Regions from separate parts of the Ovis aries genome. Here region 1 is linked to region 2. Evidence: chromatin contacts called from public Hi-C data. All regions are on one chromosome and are shown on one strand. Each heading gives the region's core, a stretch centred on a gene start, on an enhancer-like site or on the middle of the called end of the contact. The rest is flanking DNA. Distances are from core to core; before and after follow the strand shown. Region 1 holds the start of TAF2 (TATA-box binding protein associated factor 2). Region 2 overlaps IMPA1 (inositol monophosphatase 1).

Region 1 (4,575 bases), core at 2,051-4,550, 350 kb after region 2:
CACAAAGATGTCCTGGTGGCAAGAACGGAGGCTACACAGGAATCCAACAACGTGCTCTGCCCTCAACAAAGCCTGATCTGGTCACCATCAATGCTGAGTGCCCGCCTCCCCAGAGCAGAGGATCAAAATAAGTTTCTAGCAAGGCATCTTCCCAGGAAGGATCAGTTAGTCACTCAGCAGGAAAATGACTACATTAGACAGCTGGTATCGTAGAGGGGAGACAGTAATTTATCCTTATAAAAACACATACTCTAGATTTTCCTTCCCTGTTAATACAATTTACTTCCAAAAAGCCATCCATGTCAACATACTATCTCATACACACTTCCATGTGTATAGAAAAGTGTGGCAGAATTTACACATAAATTTTACATGTAAAATTAATTTTGTCCTCTCATCCAGAAGTGGCCAACCTGATCAACTGCTGAAGGCTTAGCTACAGCACCAACTGAGACCTCCAACAGGAGGCCATCCTAAACCAGTGGCCGCTATAGTAACATTAGGTCATCTCTGCATAGCCAAACAGACCTGGGAGCCAAGGGGCAAAAGCGGGAGTGACTATACTCATTACTGCTTCAAAAAGCCACTGAAAGGATTTTGCTTCCTGTCTTGAAGACTTCAGGTTCGGGGCGTTCAGAAGCCTAGTGGCCAAAGGAGGAACGCATCCACCAGGGCACGGAGCCACGGCTTTATTAAATTGGAAGCTGAGACTAAACCACTTCAGGCTCCTCATGCCACTGAACCAACAGGCACAGAAAGGGGTCACTGTCCTGGCTGAAAGACTAGCAGCAACTGAGATTCTGTTACACAACAGAAGCAAGAATTCCATTTGCAATTCAGGGGGTTCAATGGAAGGCCTCTGAGGTCCTCTTGACAAATAGCCCTAATCAATGGAAAACTGCAACAACCCAAATGAAGTCAAAAGCAGCAAGGATGCAAAATGAAGGTCTATGACAGACCAAAAGAAATGCTGTCAAAAGGAAAGAGAAAAACGGAATAGGTGGAAGAAAGCTGTGTACATCAATTCTGACCTTGATATCAACTGAAGAAAGCAAAGGCTATAGTAACTAATTTTCACATTCTTTTACCCATCTTTCTTCCATTACAGGCGATAGCTAATATTTCAGGTGGGAAAAATGCTGAAACTGCCATTTCTTCACACAAATGGATAACTTCAGGGATCAGCAAACTTTTTCTTAAAGGGCCAGAGACTAAATAGATATTACAGGCCTCACAGTTTCACAGCTATTCCACTTTGCCATTGTAGCTCCAAAGCAGCCTTAGACAGTTTATAAATAAATGGGTGTAGCTGTGTTCAAATAAAACTTTACTTACAAAAGCAGGTAGTTAGCTAATGCCACAACATAACTAATGTTACAATAGCTGATGGGACTTCCTTAAGCCAGGAACACTGTCATCTAAACAGAAGTGTTGAGAGGATGATCTGGGGGCAAAAGGGGTTAGACTGTTATAGATATCTTCCTTTTGCCCTTCCTAATCTGCCCTCTAACCCTACTTTCTATCCAAGAAGATGCATTAACTGGGCACTAGCCTCCGGCTGCTGGTCAGGGTGGTCAAACGAGAGGCACAAAGAGGAAATGGAAAATAGAAGAAAAGGGAGCTCTGCAGATTCATAACCCTGGGTCTTAGGCTATCAACGGCATTTCTAGAACAAATATATCAATCCACATAGATATTTGCATATATATCATATATGGATATATATATGCATTATTTATCAACCCATAGGGATATAACAGTCCACACATCTAAACTGGCCAGGGGACAGGGGGCGGGGAGAGGGGCAATTACTAGGTTTCAAACACCTTTATCTAGAACTTTACTACAAAGCAATGCCAGGGAAACAAGGTCAGGCAAAAATTAGAAAAACAAAAGCAGCCTCTGAACAGTCAAGTTAATAAGTCAGTTTGTGTATCAGCCTTAATTTTTTCACAGAAAAAAAATCTCACTGTGGACTTATTCTTGTTTCATACACAAATCTAAAATGTTTGGTAATATAGACTTTCATATTCCACAACATACTAAGAGAAATAAATTTTTATCGGAAAACAGGAAAAAAGGAAAGGGAGAATTGAGGTGTTGGCCAGTATAGTAGTAAGGCCATGGCTCCTGAAGTCATACACGTTTGAATTCTAATCCGTATCTGTTCTCAAAACCCATGACCCGGAAAGTTTCTAAGTATTGTAAAGCATGCTGTTGTTATCGCTTATAATTGCTGAGAATATACTTACCACGACAGATTTTCTCTGGAAGTTTATGTTGTTGATGCAGACGACCTGATGGGTTGTACATTAAAGAATAAAGAAAATATTTCAATTATTAAATAACGTATAATTCGATCCCAGTGTGAACAAGAACTGTGTTCTAAGCAACTCAAAATCACACTTATCTTTCATGCTAAAACCCTAGAAATTAGCGTAACTTGTTTATTTAAAATTCAGCAACAGCCACGAAAGTAAATTTTTTTGGACAAAAATACAATTTAAGAAAAAGGTACATTAATCTGAAAAGGGCAGTAAATCTGCTGAAATTCCATTGTCATTGAAAACATTTTCGCCCTACAAAACTGTGGACGGCTTCCAGTTTCCCACAAGGCTTTCCACGCCCACTAAGTTTCAAGCGATCAGTGAAACTGATTAATTATAACTAAGGAAAACCAAACCTAGAAGTGTTAGTCGCTCAGCCGTGTCCATTCTGTGGCCCCATGGACTGTAGCCCGCCAGGCTCCTCTGTCCATGGGATGCTCCAGGCAAGAACACTGGAGTGGGTAGCCTTTCCCTCCCCCAGGGCATCTTTCCGACCCAGGGATCCAACCTGGGTCTCCCGCACTGCAGGCGGATTCTTAACCGGCTGAGCCACCCGGGAAGCCCCAGAAAAAAGGGAGATAGAGAAAAAAATACTTATAATTTATAAGGCCTTGGGCTTTCAAAGCCCTTGTCTCCTTTCTTCCTGTTCATTCTGGCGGGGTCAGAGCCAGTCGGCGGCATCGGGGGCCCCGCGGAGCTCGGCTTCCCGGCCTCCCGGGCGGCGGCGGGGCATCACCAGCCTTGGGCACCGGACGCCCCCCGTTCCCGCACGCTCCCAAAAGTCACGGCCCGCGGCGGGGGCGCCCTGGGCACCACGCCCGGCCCTGCCCGATCCGCCGCGGCCGCCCCTCACACTCGCTCTGGGGACTCGGCTCGTCCGTCGTCTCTGTCGAGCGCCTGTCACGGAGACCCTTCCCACAGAAGCGCCCAACGACGCCCGCCAGCCGACATCTTTCTCGGCACCCCTGACCCCTGACGTCAGCGGAAGTAGGGCGATGCTGAGGCGGCAGCCGGAAGTCTTGTGGTCCGTGGGCGGGGCTTAGCGAGCTCCCGGGTTTGCGTTTGCCAATTAATGTGCAGACGGCGGCTGAAAACCGTTGAAGCTGAGGAAACTTGACAGATGTTTTGTGGATGACGCGAGGACAGCAGAACGGAAAGGAGAAACATCAAATTTTAGAGGAATGAAGATGTAGCGCAACCACTGAAAAGCCTGGGGACGAGGTTTTCAAAGCGCCAGGGGCCGAGGCCTAGGAAACCAGGAGGCGTCCGTCCGGGCACTGTGTAAAAAGAACCCTCAACTCACCGGAGCTGTGACTTCGGATGGAAAAGACGAGATGACACCTCAGGGAGTCTAACTCGAATTCACGTCCTCACTAGGCATTGCTGCCTCGGTATTTATTGAAAAATTAATTAAATAAGTGGATTATACAGATGCAGAAATACTGAAACACCGAACTATTTTGAAGTCGTCTGCATTTCATGTGCTTGAGAATAAACGGTTGTAAATTCCAGTGACAGTTGAATCTTGGTTGTGGATTATTAACTTTTTTTTTTTTAACTTTGGGCCAGGTTTAACCCTTCCATCTGTCCTGATGACAAGTTCATTAGCTAAAATTAATTTGAACTTTGGTCTAAAGGAAAACATACTAGGAAAATAAAGATGTAAAATAACTTTATCAAGCATTCCAAAGCCAGAAATTACTTGTCGTTTTTGAGTATTACCTGTGTCAGTATCCTTCATTATAGGATGGTAAACTATTGTTATTCTTCTTCACAGGGGACTAGTACTGAAAAGGGTGTTCTTGAGTTACAGACTTTTTAATACCATTTTGCATGGAAGATGGAGAATATTTAGCAAGATAGATGGAACTGGGTTAAAAAGAGGTCACTGGGTTAAGGAAAGAATGGGAGGCAAATAAGTAGTAAGTAGTACACAGACTTTCATCCCTAAGTGTATATCTGAGGTAGAAGATAGAGGGGCCAGGTAGAGGGGCCCCTGGGCTGGACAGCTGGTGTCTGTCAAGTGGAGAAAAACTGAAGCTTTGTTCTCCCCACACTCCAAGGAAAAAGCTAGTGGCAGAAGCTGAGCTCTGCTGGAATAGAGATAAGATGGCCATTCCTGAGGTCAAGGAAACTTCCTGACCCCTCAGGTCCACAAAGGCTCCTTGGAGGTAGAAAAGGGAGGCAGGTCACCAATACCCCCAGTAATGGGTGGTGGAATCCATCTTTAGCAAAAAGTTGCGCATGG
Region 2 (3,996 bases), core at 443-2,942:
ATTCTAGAATTCTCTCTCCCGAGCTCCAGACTCATGCTTCCAGAGGCCGAGTGAAATCCCTCTCAGTGTGTTGCAGATGTCTCATACCGAGCGTGTCTCCAAATAAACTCAATCCCTGCTCCCATCTGTTCCTCTGCTTACATTTTTTCTCTTAGTTAATAGTATTTTACCCAGGCAGACAGGTGATATTTTTACCCTCCCGTGCCTCTCACCTCCTACACGCAGCTGGCCACCAGCTGTGTGCAGATGTATCCGGAAGTCTCTCTGGAATTTTCTCCAGTTCCGCGTCTCCTGCGACACCTGGGCAGTTACCTCTGGAATTACTGCAGTAGTCTTGAGTCACTAGAGCCCCCTCCAGTCTCTCCTCCACGCTAACACCCAGATCTCTCACTTAAAATCTAATCACTCACATAAATATGAAAAAAAAAAAAAAAGGACTCCTGTGATGGTCCGGTGGTTAAGAATCTCCACCCCCTTGCAATTCAGGGGACTCGGGTTCAAGCCCTCTTCAGGGAGCCAAGATCCCCCTGCTGTGGGGCAGCCAAGTCCACAACCAGAGAGACGCCTGCCCGCAGTGACAGAGGAGCCTGCCTCCTCGACTGAGACCCAGGTGAGATCCCCCTGCTGTGAGGCAGTGAGGCCCACTAGAGAGACGCCTGCCCGCAGCGACAGAGGGGCCTGCGTGCTGCAACGGAGACCCAGCGCAGCCCAAAAAAGCATGTTCTCAGATCCAGTCTCTCCCCAGGCAAGGATCCTGCGGTGGAAGCCCATGTAACACACACCTGGGCTTCCCTGTGGCTCAGTCAGTAAAGAAGCCGCCTGCAGTGCAGGAGACCCGGGTTCCATCCCTAGGTCAGGAAGGTCCCTGGAGGAGGAGGTGGAAGGTGGAAGCCCACTCCAGTGTTCTGGCCTGGGGAATCTCACGGTCAGAGGAGCCTGGTGGGCTGCAGCTACAGTTGCAAGTCAAACACGACGTAGCAAGTAAACCGCCACCACCACCACTCACCAGATTAAATTTCTCTCTGATCCGTCACTTCCAACACGCAAACCCCAATCCCTCACTGATGCCCGCATCCTTGCACTGTTGGACTCGCCCCTTCCAGCTGCTTTTGGCCGAAGCCCCACAGGCAACCTGCGATCAAGCCACCACCAGAAAGTGCCAGAGGAGGCTTCCCACCCAAGCTCCATCTGCCTGGAATTCCCCCGCCTACCAGACTCAACCTCCAAAACATAAGCCAAAGGTCACTGCCTGTCTGCCCTGTCTTTGGCTCACCTCTTCTTTCGGATTGTATGCAAACCCATATTGAATTTGTCTCAGTAAGTAAGAGTTTTTGTTTGTATATCTGTATCCCCACAATACTCTGAGCTCTTTGGGAGCAAGGATCCTGAGTCAGTCAGTTTTCTGACTGTGAAGCAGTAAATGTCAATATTTTGGTGGGGAAAAAAAATTGGTATGTATTAATTATTTTTCAAGAGAATGGGTTTTGTTCAGCCATAGTTTGTTCTTTTATGAGTGACTGCTTTCTGGAGAAAGTGAAATCTTTTTTAGATTTCTGAGTGGATAAATTTGGCTTAAAGAACAGAATATCTACATTTCAGAATTCCCGGCGTGTCTATTTGCTGAAGACCCCCTCCACTCTGTCCTCTGCGCTGGCAGAAAATGGCCACTAGGGGGCATCATAGTTACGTTCACGTTATTCGCTGTGCCGTGATTAACCTCAGGGCAAAAGCCAGTTTTGAAAACAAAAATCTCTTTATGACCCACGGTTGTTTGTTTAGCTATGCATGCCTTTTGAAAGAAAATTAACATTTAAACTTCCTACCCCTTATCTCCATTCTGCCTGCCACTCAGAAATCCTTCCGCCAACAGTCATATTTGGAATGTTTGCTAAGAAAACTCAACTCCCCATTTTCCCTCTACCTCCAGCAAATTCTTCACTAAACAAAACATTATCTCCAACTCTACACAAACCAGTTTGACAGAAAATATCGAAGATAGAACATTTTCAACCAGCATTTATTAGGAGGCAGGCACTGTGCTGAGGTGTACATAGGTAGGGGAAAGTAACTAAGAGGTGGTACATAGCTCGTTTGTCTATTTATAACCTAAGGTGACAAAAAGTACCTTTGGGCATTTTACAGAAGTAACAGAGCAGAAGAATAAGTCTGCAAAAAAAGCAGCAGTGCAGGCACTTGGAAACAACTGGGGCCAGTCGCCGGACTTAGGGGGAGGGCTTCGCTGGACTTAGGGGAGGAGAAAGCCAGTTTAGGGGTGGGGGGTGGGGGGTGGGCCATGCTGCAGAGGAGGCAGTGGCACCCCACTCCGTACTCTTGCCTGGAAAATCCCACGGACAGAGGAGCCTGGTAGGCTGCCGTCCATGGGGTCGCACAGAGTCGGACACGACTGAAACGACTTAGTAGCAGTAGAAGTAGTTGGCCATGCTGTGCGGCTTATGGGATCTTAGTTCGATGACCAGGGATCAAATCCATGCCCCTTGCTCTGGGAGCTTGGAGTCTCAGTGACTGGACTGGCGGGGAAGTCCTGAATAAGCCAATTTAGGAAGAGCATATACCGAGAAAATGTAAAGGAACGGTGGGTACGTTTCCACTATTGACGGCCTGTTCCAGACAAAACAGTCAACCCTGCGTAAGAATGTGCTTTCTAAGTGGAAGAAGAAATCCCCAGGTCTCTGTTTAAAAAGAGCTGTGATGGTTGAGGGACTAACCAGTAAATCCTGAGGCTTTCTTAAGGATATATCTCCCGCGTATTCCATACATTGCATTCAACGTGTTCAATGAATCAGAAGACTAGCTTTGGAACAGGAGGATAGGGAAGGTGGGCCTTAGAATCTGCATTTACCAAAGACCACGAGAGAGGGTAGAGTGGCTGAACAAATGGGAATCTTCTCTGAAGGACAGCATTCTTAACTTAGACGTTGGAGTGCCCACAGGTTAAAATCAACCATCTGTGAGTTTATAGTCAAAAGTCACCAAACACGGGATAAGCCACCACCAGTGAAAATTGCAGGAAGCAAAAATTTAGACACCTTAGGACCTCAGATCTCAGAACTGTCAGACACAAGAAACAAAATAGCTAGATGTAAACTGTTTAAATACAGCTAGGGTGAAAGTTGCATACTTAGTCACTTCAGTCACGTCCGACTCTGCCACCCCACGACTGTAGCCTGCTAGGCTCCTCTGTCCATGGGATTCTCCAGGCAAGAATCCTGGAGCGGATTGCCACGCCCTCCACGAGGGGACCTTCCCGACCCACAGACGGATCCCGCGTCTCTCATATCTCCTGCACCGGCAGGCAGGTTCTTCACCACCAGAGCCACCTGGGAAACCAGGGTAAAATGTACACAGATAATGAGCGGATATACTTGGGGAAAAGAACAAGACAACTTTTAGGAATGAAATAAAGGTCGTTTAAGTACAGAGCTTGGTATGTAGGTAAAAGAGCAAAATGCAGATCTTCTGTGGCACCCGATGGGGCCCGTGTGCCTTCACTTCAGTCCCGTCCAACTGCGACCCTGGGGACGGCAGCCCACTGGGCTCCTCTGCCCACGGGAGTCTCCAGGCAGCAATACTGGAGTGCGTGGCTGTGCCCTCCTCCGGGGAGCTTCCCGACCCAGGGGTCGAACCTGCGTCTCCTCTGTTGGCAGGCGGATTCTTTACCACCAGCACCAGCTGACGGGGTCACATCCCTGTAAACAATCATAAACTGAAAATACTTGAGCCAAAATGGATTGAATACACCTACTGAACATCAAAGCTCGGCCTAGCCTGCCTTAAATGTGCTCAGAACAGTTACATCAGCCTGCGGCAGAGTAAACTACCTAACATGAGACCTAATATACGATGAAATTGAACACACTCTTGAATATCCAATGGGTCAAAAAACCAGTAATGGCACTTCTATCCATTTACCCCAGAGAAACGAAAACATGAGCATAAAACAGAAAGCAGCGCCCAGATGTTCACACTTTACACATA

Evidence for each region. A called contact is a pair of places that touch in the nucleus more often than the background predicts.
Region 1: a Hi-C map of liver shows a contact between it and region 2, with 5 times the contacts expected there. The contact joins the promoter of TAF2 here to the enhancer-like site in region 2. A contact is called at or near these places in 3 of 16 Hi-C or Micro-C datasets (hypothalamus, liver and tail adipose tissue).

The regions. Positions count from the first base shown.
Region 1 is chr9:94,189,356-94,193,930 of ARS-UI_Ramb_v3.0, forward strand. TAF2 (TATA-box binding protein associated factor 2) reads right to left here and starts at 3,301. Exons shown (of 27, transcript XM_060393983.1): 1 at 2,925-3,301; 2 at 2,253-2,306. The coding sequence starts at 3,008.
Region 2 is chr9:93,843,544-93,847,539 of ARS-UI_Ramb_v3.0, forward strand. IMPA1 (inositol monophosphatase 1) reads left to right here. Exons shown (of 9, transcript XM_060393543.1): 9 at 1-124. Among named protein-coding and RNA genes, the nearest start is that of SLC10A5, 35 kb to the left of the region's middle. Within about 2 kb of position 1,693, at least 3 of the 54 cell types and tissues checked have an H3K27ac peak or open chromatin away from gene starts, as enhancers often do. A contact at or near this core is called in hypothalamus and liver, where this site is marked.